Linked DNA regions of Capsicum annuum: region 1 is linked to region 2. Evidence: chromatin contacts called from public Hi-C data. All regions are on one chromosome and are shown on one strand. The core of a region is the stretch at or near the end of the contact, and the rest is flanking DNA. Distances in the headings are between cores, read along the strand shown.

Evidence for each region. Hi-C and Micro-C count contacts between places; a contact is called where the count stands out from the background.
Region 1: a contact with region 2 is called in a Hi-C map of leaf, with 2.6 times the contacts expected there. The contact joins the enhancer-like site here to the promoter of LOC107868290 in region 2. A contact is called at or near these places in 3 of 5 Hi-C or Micro-C datasets (bud, leaf and placenta).

The regions. Positions count from the first base shown.
Region 1 is chr4:10,920,095-10,926,585 of UCD10Xv1.1, forward strand. No RefSeq gene overlaps it. Among protein-coding and RNA genes, the nearest start is that of LOC107869832, 18 kb to the right of the region's middle. Within about 2 kb of position 3,582, at least 3 of the 5 cell types and tissues checked have an H3K27ac peak or open chromatin away from gene starts, as enhancers often do. A contact at or near this core is called in leaf, where this site is marked.
Region 2 is chr4:10,877,394-10,883,273 of UCD10Xv1.1, forward strand. LOC107868290 (homeobox-leucine zipper protein MERISTEM L1) reads right to left here and starts at 1,542. Exons shown (of 14, transcript XR_007054409.1): 1 at 1,344-1,542; 2 at 913-985; 3 at 1-219.

The DNA.
Region 1 (6,491 bases), core at 2,332-4,831, 45 kb after region 2:
AGCAACGAAGCAGACATGTCTTAATGACTCACAACAACTAATTAGAAGCGATACAACAAAATTACTATAAAAAAATACTTGTGAAAAAATTTAAAGGGTCATAATAATTATAATTAATTAAGAGTGACATAGTAAAATCACGATTGAAATAGCGAAGCAGACATGTCTAATTAGAAGTGATACAACAAAATTACTATACAAAAATACCTGGGTGAAACTGCTGAAGCAGACATATCATAAATATCTATTTTACTTTTTAAATTAAATATTATTAATTTTCTAATATATGAATAACTTATAATAATTAATTGGAGATGATATAATAAAATCACGAAGAAAAAAGCTTATGAAGCAGGCAGGATCATAAATATCAATTTTACTTTTTTTTTTATTAAATATTATTAATTTTTAATACATAAATAAATTATAATAATTAATTAGAGATCACATAATTAAAATCAAGGAAGAAGAAACGGCAGATAGGAGAAGCAGGCATGTTGACGGAGAGTTGCCTGCTTCTCCTGCCATTTCCCTCTTATTATATATATATGTGTGTGTGTTGCGATTGTATCTGCAATTACATGATCATTATTATTGTATTCATATCGAAGAGATACAAGAAAGTATTTAATTCATTGTGCAATGTCTTAATCAAATGGCAAGTGACATGATCAAAGTCGATGATCATAATTAAGCTATATCCTTCATCGATCATTATGTGTATTCATATCGAAGAGATACAATAAAGTATTTAGTTCATTGTGTAATGTCTTAATCAAGTGGCTAGCGACGTGATCAAAGTCGATGGTCATAATTAAGTTATATCCTTCATCGATCTCATTATTCATACAATTCCACATCCATAAATTGATCACGCGAGTATCCATTCCTATACTCGCTTAAGATTCATTAAAGGAAAAAATATTTTCTACAAAGTTTTATTTTATTTCAGGACTCGAATACGAGATATCGTAGTGAAAAAACAAACAAAAATCTTAGTAAACCTATTATATTATATATTTTAATCTCCACCACTTTCTAGATAGATCCTAATTTTCTTCAAAGCAGTAAATTTTTTTTTTGTTCTTTTTTGCTGTGATATATCACTTAACAACATTAATATTTCATGGTATATGGAGGACATTAATTTATCAACTAGCTAGACTAATCATGAAAATATTTTTTTTACAGTGAATCTTGCTTTATCTGAAAAATTCTGATCTTTTATAATTAATACCATAATATTAATGGTTTTGGTACAAATTAAATAAGTAAGCCTATATTCCTGAGTCATCATAACAAAATATATCCTTACAATTTCATGTGGTATTAAACCTTGAAATATTGTAGACTTAAATGTATTCAAATGAACTCATTTGGTTCCAATGATGTTGGAAAAATATGTATCAAGAATACAAAATATTAAAGAAGAATTTAAAGATGAAGGTCTGATAATATGAAGGGAAAAGGCTCAAATATGTCATTGAACTATCAGAAATGAATTATTTATGTCATCAGTTAAAAGTTCGGCTCATTCGTGTCATCGCCGTTACGAAACCAGCTCATCCATGCCATTATTTTTAATGATAGATTTTCAAAAACAGTTTTGTCACGTGGTCTTTTATTAGAGGTCCACGTCATTAATTAAAATAAATCAACATTAATTTTAAGATATCTTAGACCTATTAAAAAGAACCAAACCATTTAACAAAGCCCAATCCACGTCCATTAAAGTATTTTTTTCTGCAACAATAACTATTTTTCTGATAAAAAATATAGTGATTAATGTATATCCTTTGATTGTTTCTTGTTGATTCTAAATCATTATAAATGTTATATTTAACAGAAACCTCAAAAGTTCTATCATACAGTAACTGATTAATTGTAATTCCAATGACGATATTCCGAAGTTGCCAGAAAAGAAGTCAATAAACGATCAATTCAAGCTAGAAAAGAAGGAGGTGTACCAATAAAATCTCTCCGTTCTCCCATCACGAATTAGGGGAGCATACATTGTTGAAAAATTATTTTCAAATAACGACTTAAAATTAAAGAAGTCAGCTATATCCTGCCATGTATATGGGATAACTTATCCCATTACTATGATATAAATGGCGAGATAAATAATTTCGATACTAACTAATTTAAGATATTTTGAAATTAATGTTGATTTATTTTAATTAATGATGCGGACCTATAATAAAAGGGCATGTGACAAAGCTTTTCTTGAAAACCCACCCCTAAAAAGTAATGACATGGGTGAGTTGGTTTTGTAACGACGATGGCATGAATGAACGAAATTTTAACTGATGACATAAATGAGCCATTTTTGTTAGTTCAATGATATATTTGAGCCTTTTTTTTTTATTTTAATTAATGACGTGGACCTCTAATAAATAATCACGTGGCAAAGCTGTTCCACATTAAACAGTAATGACATGGATGAGCTAATTTTGTAACGCCGATGAGATGAATGAACCGAACTTTTAACTGATGGCATAAATCAGTCATTTCTGATAGTTCAATGGCATATTTGAGTCTTTTTCCTAATATGAACAACGTACACAAAATTGAAGGCTTGAAACGTGTGTATAGTGCTTTTCTAAAAACGGTATTTGCTCCCTCTCCCCTGTAAGATCGTGATGAGATTGTACGCAAATAATTTTAGCGGATATGACTAACCTATGAATTTCTACACTAAACAAATAAGTGAAAAAATTCTATCGGCCAAATCAAGAACTTGAACTTGAACTTGATCCTTTTAAAGAAGAAAAGAATTCATTGAAGAATGTTATAAAGAACGAATTAGTAAACGTTATGATAGAAATCACAAGAATATGGATTTAAATAGAACTACTTTAAAGCAGAGTAGTTTCAAAAGACCGAAGGAAAGCTGGATCTACTCTAAAGCAGAGTAATCGTACTTGTCTTTTTCTTAAAGTGGATTGAGGTCGCATCTACCTCGTCTCAATCAGTCGAGCTTTATCGATCAACTATTGAAAAACGACTAATAGCTTTTCTTTCTTTTGATAAAGGTTAACGGCCCTCTTCAATTATTATTGATGCAGAGCGTATGGATGGAAGGTCAAACAAGAATTTCTAGAGCGAGTGTTGGATTTTCGGATTCAAAAAATTTTAAGAATTGTTTGTCTTATTTTCATCTTTGATTGGCTCATGCTACAATAAAGTTAATTTAGTAAAATGAATAATATTTTTTTAAAGAAAATGTCAAATTAATATGAATCAAGTAAAATGAAAACAAAGGTGTAAGTATTTGTGTCACCCTTGGAATTAGAGGCGGAGTCAGCCCTTTAGCAGGGGTTCATCCAAACTGTCTTTGACGAAAAAATATATTATTTATATATGATTAAAATTATTTTTTATGTATTTATAGTAGGTGTTGACCCACCTTCGACTAGATTTTCTTCAAATATTAAATCCCTGAATTAAAATTCTGGCTCCACCTCCGCTTGAAATAAAGGCAAAGAGAAGAATTAATGAGTGGTTTAGGTGTTAATGGTTTCATGTCAAAATCAAATTATCCATTAAGTCATTGTTGACCTATGGCTAAAATCTTTGGTGGACCACTAATGGGATTTACATGTATATATGACAAAACATAGCTTTCTTCTTTATTTTTTTTAAGGCCAAAGGCATTGATACACACTCAAACTTGTTGTCAAAATTCACATAGACACCTAAACTAAGGTCTATTCCTATCAAACCCCTAAACCCCCTACATTTTGTTCCAATTGGACCTTTTTTGCCTATGTGGCACTGCGCGTGGAGTGCCAACGTGGGAGGCGCGTGAGGAGCATTTTTTTTACTAATTTACAAATAAAAAGATGTTAAGTGGCATTGAGGGCCCCAAAATTTTTTTAATAACAATTTTTTTTATACACTAAAGACCCTTTTTAATAAAACAAAAAGCATTAGGGGGTCCAATTTTTTTTTTAAATAAAATAATACGCTAGAGGGCTTGGGGTACGTGGGGGATTTTTATTATTATTTTTATTTTTTAAAAAAATTTATAATTTATTTTTAATAATTATTTTTTATTTTTTAAATAATTTTATAATTTCTTTTATATAATTAGGCAAAAAAGCATTAGGGGGTCCCAATTTTTTTTTTTAATAAAACAATACGCTGGGGGCTGGGGGCCTGGGGATAGGTGGGGGAGTTTTATTTTTATTTTTTAATAAATTTTATAATTTCTTTTTAATAATTAGTTCTTTATTTTGTAAATAAATTTATAATTTCTTTTTTATAATTAGGCTTTTATTTTTATTTTTATAAATAATTTTATAATTATTTTTTAATAATTTGGATCCTCAATGCCATTTTTCATTTTAATTTTTTAAAAAAATTTTTAATAATTATTTTTTTATTTTTACAATAATTTTTAATAATTTATTTCATTTTAAAAAAAATCATATATTTTTTTTAAAAATAATCAGTTTTTTATTTTTATTTTTCAAATAATTTTATAATTATTTTTTCATAATTTATATCCTCAATGCCATTTTTATTGTCATTTTTAAAAAAGTTTTATAATTATTTTAATAATTAATTTTTTATTTTTTAAATAATTTTTTAATAATTTATTTCATTTTTAAAAAAATTTTATAATTTTTTTAAATAATCAGTTTTTTATTTTTATTTTAAAAATAATTTTATAATTATTTTTTCATAATTTATATCCTCGCCATTTTTTATTTTTATTTTTAAATTTTGTTATAATTTTTCTTAATAATTATTTTTTTTAAAAAAATATTTTTTTAATAATTTATTTCATTTTTTAAAAAAATTTATAATTTTTTTAAATAATCAGTTTTATTTATTTTTTAATAATTTCCTCAATGCCATTTGTATATACGTTTTTTTAAAAAATTATAATTAATTTTTTAGTTATGTTGATATTTAGTTCAGATTAATTCTGATCGTAAGATTCATTAAAAGAGAAATCCTCGTAGCACATGCCATTGCATAATTAATAGCAAAGAAATTATTTCCAGTTTGATAATTGGCTAATTACATGATTAATTAATTAGAAAGTAATCTCACAATTTAACCAAATAAAGACAAAAAGTGCACCTATGCGTAAAGGCAATAAACACCTTTGCAATTGAAGTAGACACATTCATGCATGTTGCATTTAATATATATTGATATTGTACACTCCATTATCTTTTCTTTTTTCATTATATTATATGTGTTCGATATTTGTATTAATCTCGATTAAATTTAAATTTACACCGTGATATTTCATATTAAGATAAAATGCTCTCTAACAACAAATTCATATTCAACACTCAAAACCATATTAAAAATGATTTGAGTGTTTATAACTTCACTACAATCTAGGGGTCGGTTTGTCAAAATAACTTCAAAAAGAAAAAAAAAAAAAAAAACTTGGTGCGCTAAAGCTCCCGCTATGTGAAGGGTTCGAGGAAGGGCTCCATAGGGGCGTATTGTACGCAGTCGTACCTTGCTATTCTGTCGGAGGTTGTTTCCAAAGCTTGAACCCCTGACTTCTTGGTCACATGACAACAACTTTACCAGTTACTCCAAGGCTCCCCTTCAAAGGGCAACCCGATGCACTAAAGATCCCGTTATGTGCAGGGTTCGGGGAAGCACCCCACTACAACGGTCTATTATATTGTACGCAACCTTACCTTAGAGTTACTAAGTGACCCTTTCGAGACTCTTAACAGATACAAGTGCATGCAAACATAGGTGGAGCTACAAGGGGCGTAAGATGATTCATCTAAACCCTCTTAAAACTAATATAATAAATTGCTTCATTAAAAAATTATATTATATATATAAAATTAAATATTTTTTTATGTATAACTAATAAGCACTCATGAGTTCACTTTAACTTCTTCATGTGATTACTTTTTATATTTTAAATTTTCTTTAAAAAAAAATTTGAATCAAGTAGAATCTCATTCAAACAAAAAAAAATCAATATTTGATTATATATGCTATTAAAAATTTCCCCCATATATATGGAAGTGAGATTTGAATTACATATGTAGTAGTTAACATATAAATGTGCCAGCTAGCATTGCATACAAAGACAAATACAAATATATAATGTATAATTATTTTCTTACTGTCACGTTGATTTTTTAAGAATTAATTTGATTAATTTTAAAATTTAATTAAATATCTTAAAATAAAAATTTAAATATTCAAAAACTATAAGAAAAGTACTATGATTTAAAACTTCTTTATACTATTATAATAAAAAATATATTTTATAATATTAAATTAAATTTATATTATTTAACTCTCAATAAATACAACGTGACAAATATTTTGACAAGAAAGACGCAGTAGCTAATAAATGAGATTGTCTGTATTTTAATATTGCATTGTACTATAGTCAAACTAAAGAATTATTGTATGGATGTAATACTGACTATAAAGTATAAATTTGATTGTTATATTATATATTAACCTTGAGGTGGTTATAAAAATTATAA
Region 2 (5,880 bases), core at 292-2,791:
AGGATCTTCATTATCATCACCACATGGATTATTTTCCATAATATCTGCCATTGATTTGCTCTCAAATTCATCATCTCTAATTAAATCCAAATCATTTTCTGGTGATTTATTATGTGACATATCAAGTAAATGATGATGGCTTTCAAACATATTTGGCTGAAACATTTTCACTTATAATATTTATAATAATATCCTTCTTGCTAAGTTCTCAACTTTTACCTGCCAGAAAACAAAAACAAAAAATATATGTGACATTAGGTAAATAGTAAATACTAATATAAAGGAACACAAATTAAGAAAAATAATAATTTAGGAATTTTTTCATAAATTACACGATTTTTATGATCCTAAATAAGAATTCATAATGTTTAAATTCTGAATGTGATTTTGAAAATAGATATGGAGATAAAATAAATAAATAGGCTACAAATATGAACCGTGAAAATTATAGAATATGGAGAGTTAGTCAAGTGATGATGGTTAAACTGACTTTTAACTTTTTTTTTTTTAATTTGAGTATAATTTTCAAGAAAAACCTAAAAAAGACTAATATTTTTTTTCTTTCTTGTTTATATACAACTACGAGTGTTTTTTTTTTTTTTTGGGCTTTGTCTGAAGAAAACAATTTTGGAATAATTTGCAAATAACAAATGAGAAAATATGACTTTTCTTGCTAAGACTTTTGGTGTCCCAAAAAAGTACTGAAAATGAGAAATTTTTAGGAAAAGAACAAAGAAAGAGTTGACACTATGAGAAGCTACGTTGATCCAACTCTTCAAAAATTTGATTAGATGTGTCGAATTCTTCAAAAATAAATAGTATTTTTTCAAAGATTTAACATAGATACAAAAAATTATAATAGAGTTCTAGCAACATAGATAAAAATCGAAATAATATTTTTTTTTTACTTACTCAAGTTATTATCCTCAGATAATGTCCACGAATATTTCGATAGAGTACTCCAACTTCACTCATAATTTTCATACTGCAAAACAATATAAAGCAAAAATTTATATATGTCAAAGTAAATTAGCACTTGAACATAAAAAAGTGTCAGATTTGGAAAAAAGAAAAGAATATGTATTGAATTATTTTGTAATGAAAAAATATTATCACTTAATAAACAGGTCAAAACACTTTCTCAAACATGAAATTTATCTTATAAAAAAATCAGTCCAATTTATGACCATATAATGTTTTTTTAAAAAATTTTTGAAAAAAAGTTGTATGCTTATACAACATACAAACTAGAATTTTTTTGGACTAAGTAAAATTTAATAATTTCTCAAAAGAAAAAAAGAAGATACATGAAATGATGAAATTATGTATAGTAATTAACTCACAATCTTTGAAGCTTTGAAAGTGAAGTATATATAAGAACATAAAATCCTCCTGAAGTTTTAGGGTTTAGATCTAACTTTTCATCCAAAAGAAAAATTAAAAAAGCAGACCACTTTTAGGTTTTCTTTTTCTTGTGGGATAGAATTTTTAAGAAGAATTTTTCTTGAGAATATGGGAGAAAAAAAGAGGAAGAAAATTAGATAGATAAGAAGAAATATGGGAAATAAAAAGGAGTTAATGTAGAGGATGCAAATAGCATTTAATGGCGGGAGAGGTGGTATTAATGATATTGTTGAAAAGAGAGAGAAAGAGAAAGTGTGTATGTTTAAATTTTCGGTTCGATCAGTGACGGATTTAGAATTTTCGTTAAGGGATTTAAAAGTAAACATACAAACTAACCGAGCGGATTCAATATCTATCGTATATACGTAAAAGATAATTTTAACTACATATAAATAGTATAGTTTTCTGTCGAAGGGGTTCCGGATTGTTGGCTTCGAAATCGAGAGGGCGTCATGCGGAAGCTATTAACTGCAAACTATTGTGGTGACAATTCAGAAGACACATAAAATAATACTAAAAAGCTTAATATTATTATATTATTTGGCCAATTGGCCTACATATAAAACCTAATATAAAAACATAAAAATTAATGAGAGAGAAAATTTTTCCCTAAACAAAGACTTTTTAAAGAACTACATGTGGATGCTATTGTGTTATTGTATGAGAAGAGGGGTTTTCTATTTATAGATGTCCAAAATCTTTCCTCCAACAAAGAGGTTAGTCAAGTATGGAAAAGTTTTATATTTTCCTTTCAGGAAAAGTAAAAGTATTTATGGTTACTTTTATTTTCCTTTCAGGAAAAAGTAAAAGTTAAATTTGGTAAGAAAATCGAGGCAAAAATCCTAACACGGATGAACCCCCTGACCTAAGGGTACGCTCTGCGCCGGTGTTCGATATTCATATTGGAATCTGACTAAATTTGGACTCGCGTATTGTGAGATTCATTTTTGCGCCCGGTACGTCAGACATGATTCTTTTCATCTCCAAAGGCTCGAACGCGAGTTTATTTATCAAACTCATTTTTTGAGAGATATGGAGATATTGTATTATAGTGCTAGGGATAATTTGTGCTCTTATTCTTCTGTTAAAAGTAGGAAAGAGCAAGTGTCTGTTCAGATCAATCAAGCGATAGGGGCAGAGACTTCACTTTGCTAGGACGGAGTTACTGTCGATTGAGGATTGGCCGAGGGGTCCTTGATATTTGATTAAGGACAGAGGGACCTCAACCATCTCACCCCTGTTCATATTGATATAACTAAATTTGGATCACTCATTGCAGGACCCATATTTGACGGTAACTTGATTCTTTTTCGTATCATGGGGCTCAAATTTGAGACGTTTTATTAAGAATGAAAAAACCTTAATCATCTCATAGATTGGTGTTTGCTATCCGTTTTGAGGTCCTTCGATTAATTTGATTTGCACTAAAAAAAAAATTAATCCAAATGTTTCTATCAAAGGTGACTTTATGCACCGTGCTTGAACCTGAAATGATGAAACAACTTATATTTTGCTTTTGACTCGATGTCCGATTAATATCGATTTTGAAGTTTAATTAATTTAAATTCGTGGTGAGATTCTATTATGAGAGCTTGAGTTCGATATGTGAAACAACTTAATTATTAATTTTTTATTTTATTTTCCTACCTAATGTCTGATTTTATATATATATATATATATATATATATATTTTCTTTTTTTAGAACCTGATTTATTCGAATTCGTGATAGAAAATCCCACTTTGGGCACTTATACTATACAGCTCAAATCTTGCTGGATCCATGTCTTTATATTTCTCTATTCTATTTTTTTTTTATAAATAAATAAATCTCTATTGTTTAACTTTACAAGATAAATTTATTATGAAATATTCAATTTTTGGTAAGTTTTTCCAACATAATTAATTAAGTGTCCAAATATGTAAGAACAATAGAGTATCTGATAGAAATATTTTGTATAGAAATCCAATAAATTAAATGAAACGATTGACAATAATCATGCATACTATCTAAGTAGATATTCAATGTATTAATGATAAATATATTTTCTGTCTATCTAGAAAAGCAAATTAATTGAAATGTGAAACCTATTAAATTAATTGTTCAAATTTGGGACACCAGACCTACCCTCCAAAGTGCATTATATATAGTCTACTAATACTCCATCCATTTTAATTTAATTTGTTTGTTCGATTTTAATTTGGTAGGAAATTTTAAAAAAATAAAAAGATTTTTAAATCTTATAATATTAAACTAAAGATATGTTGAATGTATCAAAATGATCTTTAATTTTATATATTAAATATGTTGTGTGGAAAGTTAAAATTAAGGAGTTGTTAATATTAAAGTATTCAAATTATATAGCTTTACTTTGAGTTTAGTGGTCTGATTACATGTAATTTGAGTACATTGTCAAAGAAGTAATGGTTTTTATTTATTAAGATTGTGAGTATAATTTCGTGGATTTTTTTTCTATTAATTTTTTCGTGATTTGAGAGTTCTTAGTTGTGTATTGGACCTATTTATATTGTTGTATTTGAGTTATCGCCTCTTGATTATTTTGACTTTGAGAAAGATTATATTTGATGTGTTGGCCTCTTTTTGAATATTTTATAATTTATAGAATTTCTTTGATGTCTCTTTAAGAGAATATGTACTCTTTATACGGATGATATAGGATTTAGAATGAATAGCCTGCAAAAAAACTCTTAATGTATCTTAAAATTTGAATAACATGAATTGAACTCGTCTCATAGAACGTAATCTTAAATCCTACAAAATTTTGATATCTATAGTTGTCAATGTATTGCGTATCTTCTTTATTCGAATTTGTGAGCAAGCTCCCAGAAGCGAAATTATTTATCCTCTGATATAATAATAATTAAAAAAAATTAATTAATTAATTAATTAAAAATTTTCTGCCCCTTACTGGGAGGGGAAAAAGAAATTAAAGAAGATATGCATATTAAGTATTAACATCTCTATTTATTTTATGGACCCATTTAAGGTGGCTGTTTTATTTTTTTTGTTTAAAATACAATGGCTCTTTTGATAAGTTGTTGGGGGTACCTCATTTAAATATTTCCAGTAATAACATTGGGTTGGTTCTACTTCTTTTTGTCTTAGCTAAGTTATTAATATGTTGGAATTTATGCTACTAATAAAGTTGTCACAAATCAAACCATAACTAGAATAAGAAACAAAGTTTTTTCTTTTTTAAAAAGGAAAAAGGCTCAAATATGTCACTAAACTATTAGAAATGACTCATTTATGCCATCAGTTAAAAGTTGGGCTCATTTATGTCATCACCGTTACAAAACTGGCTCATCCATGCCATTACGTTTAACACCCGATTTTAGAAAACAGCTTTGCCACGTGGCAACATATTAGTGGTCCACGTCATTTTTTAAAATATTTTTTTAAAAAAAAATATAATTTTTTTTATATAATTTTTTATTTAATTTTTTCTAATTTTACTTGTCATTTTTAACATGTTAAAAGAATGACAACTTCTTTTCCTATTTTCTCTTAACATTAATTACTTTTTTTTTTAAAATTAATTTTAAGTTAAAATATAAGCATCATTTAATAGAGGTACTATATATAGTAAAATAGTCATGTTATAAATTGTTATTCTTAATAAGTGTATTAACTCAAAATGTGACAAGTAAAACTAAACGAAGAGAATATTATGAGTTCAGGATGTCGCTTGATGTTAGAGTGGAGAATTTTCAAGGATCGGGGTAATTCCACACTTCCACCCCCCTTTCAATTCATTCTTGAGGGGGTTGTATCTGTGTGTTTAACTCTGATATCATGTCTAATTAGATTCTGAATTCTGAAACTAACTTATACTCCAAAAGCAAGCTTGTTCAAGGAAAACGTAATGATCAAGCCTTATAAAGACTCCAAAGATCCCATCTCTTATTTATGTGAATTTTTTTTTCATTCATCACATAATTCACCGATTATATGAGTCACTAAATTTTAAATTTTAAATTAATAAATTTCTTAATTAACACATATATAAGCTTTGAGCCATAGCTATTGAGTTCAGTCAATTTTTTTTTTTTTTAACGCATCCGCACTAATGGTGCCCCGTCATTTAAAGGGGTGAGGAGGAATATAAGAACACTTCTTTTATCAAAACAATATCAACTTTAAGTTACATTTTAAGTAGGAATTAAGAGTACAAGAGTTAAATTAGTTTTAATTTTTTTTTATGTGAATTCAAATGTAATTTTTTCAACTTTAAAAAAATTAATTTACATGTTTGAAACATACTTAAGAATTGTTGTAATTACAATAATTCATAGTTGTAATTGCTGAATAATTACGGGGAGAATTGTAAATTGAACATATATGGTACATTGTTGACTGTACAATACAGCAAGCAACTCTATCCCAAGCTTTTAACATGTTTTTTTCTATTTTTGATAAAAAATTTCAGGTTTGAATATTTTGGGTTCATGTATAA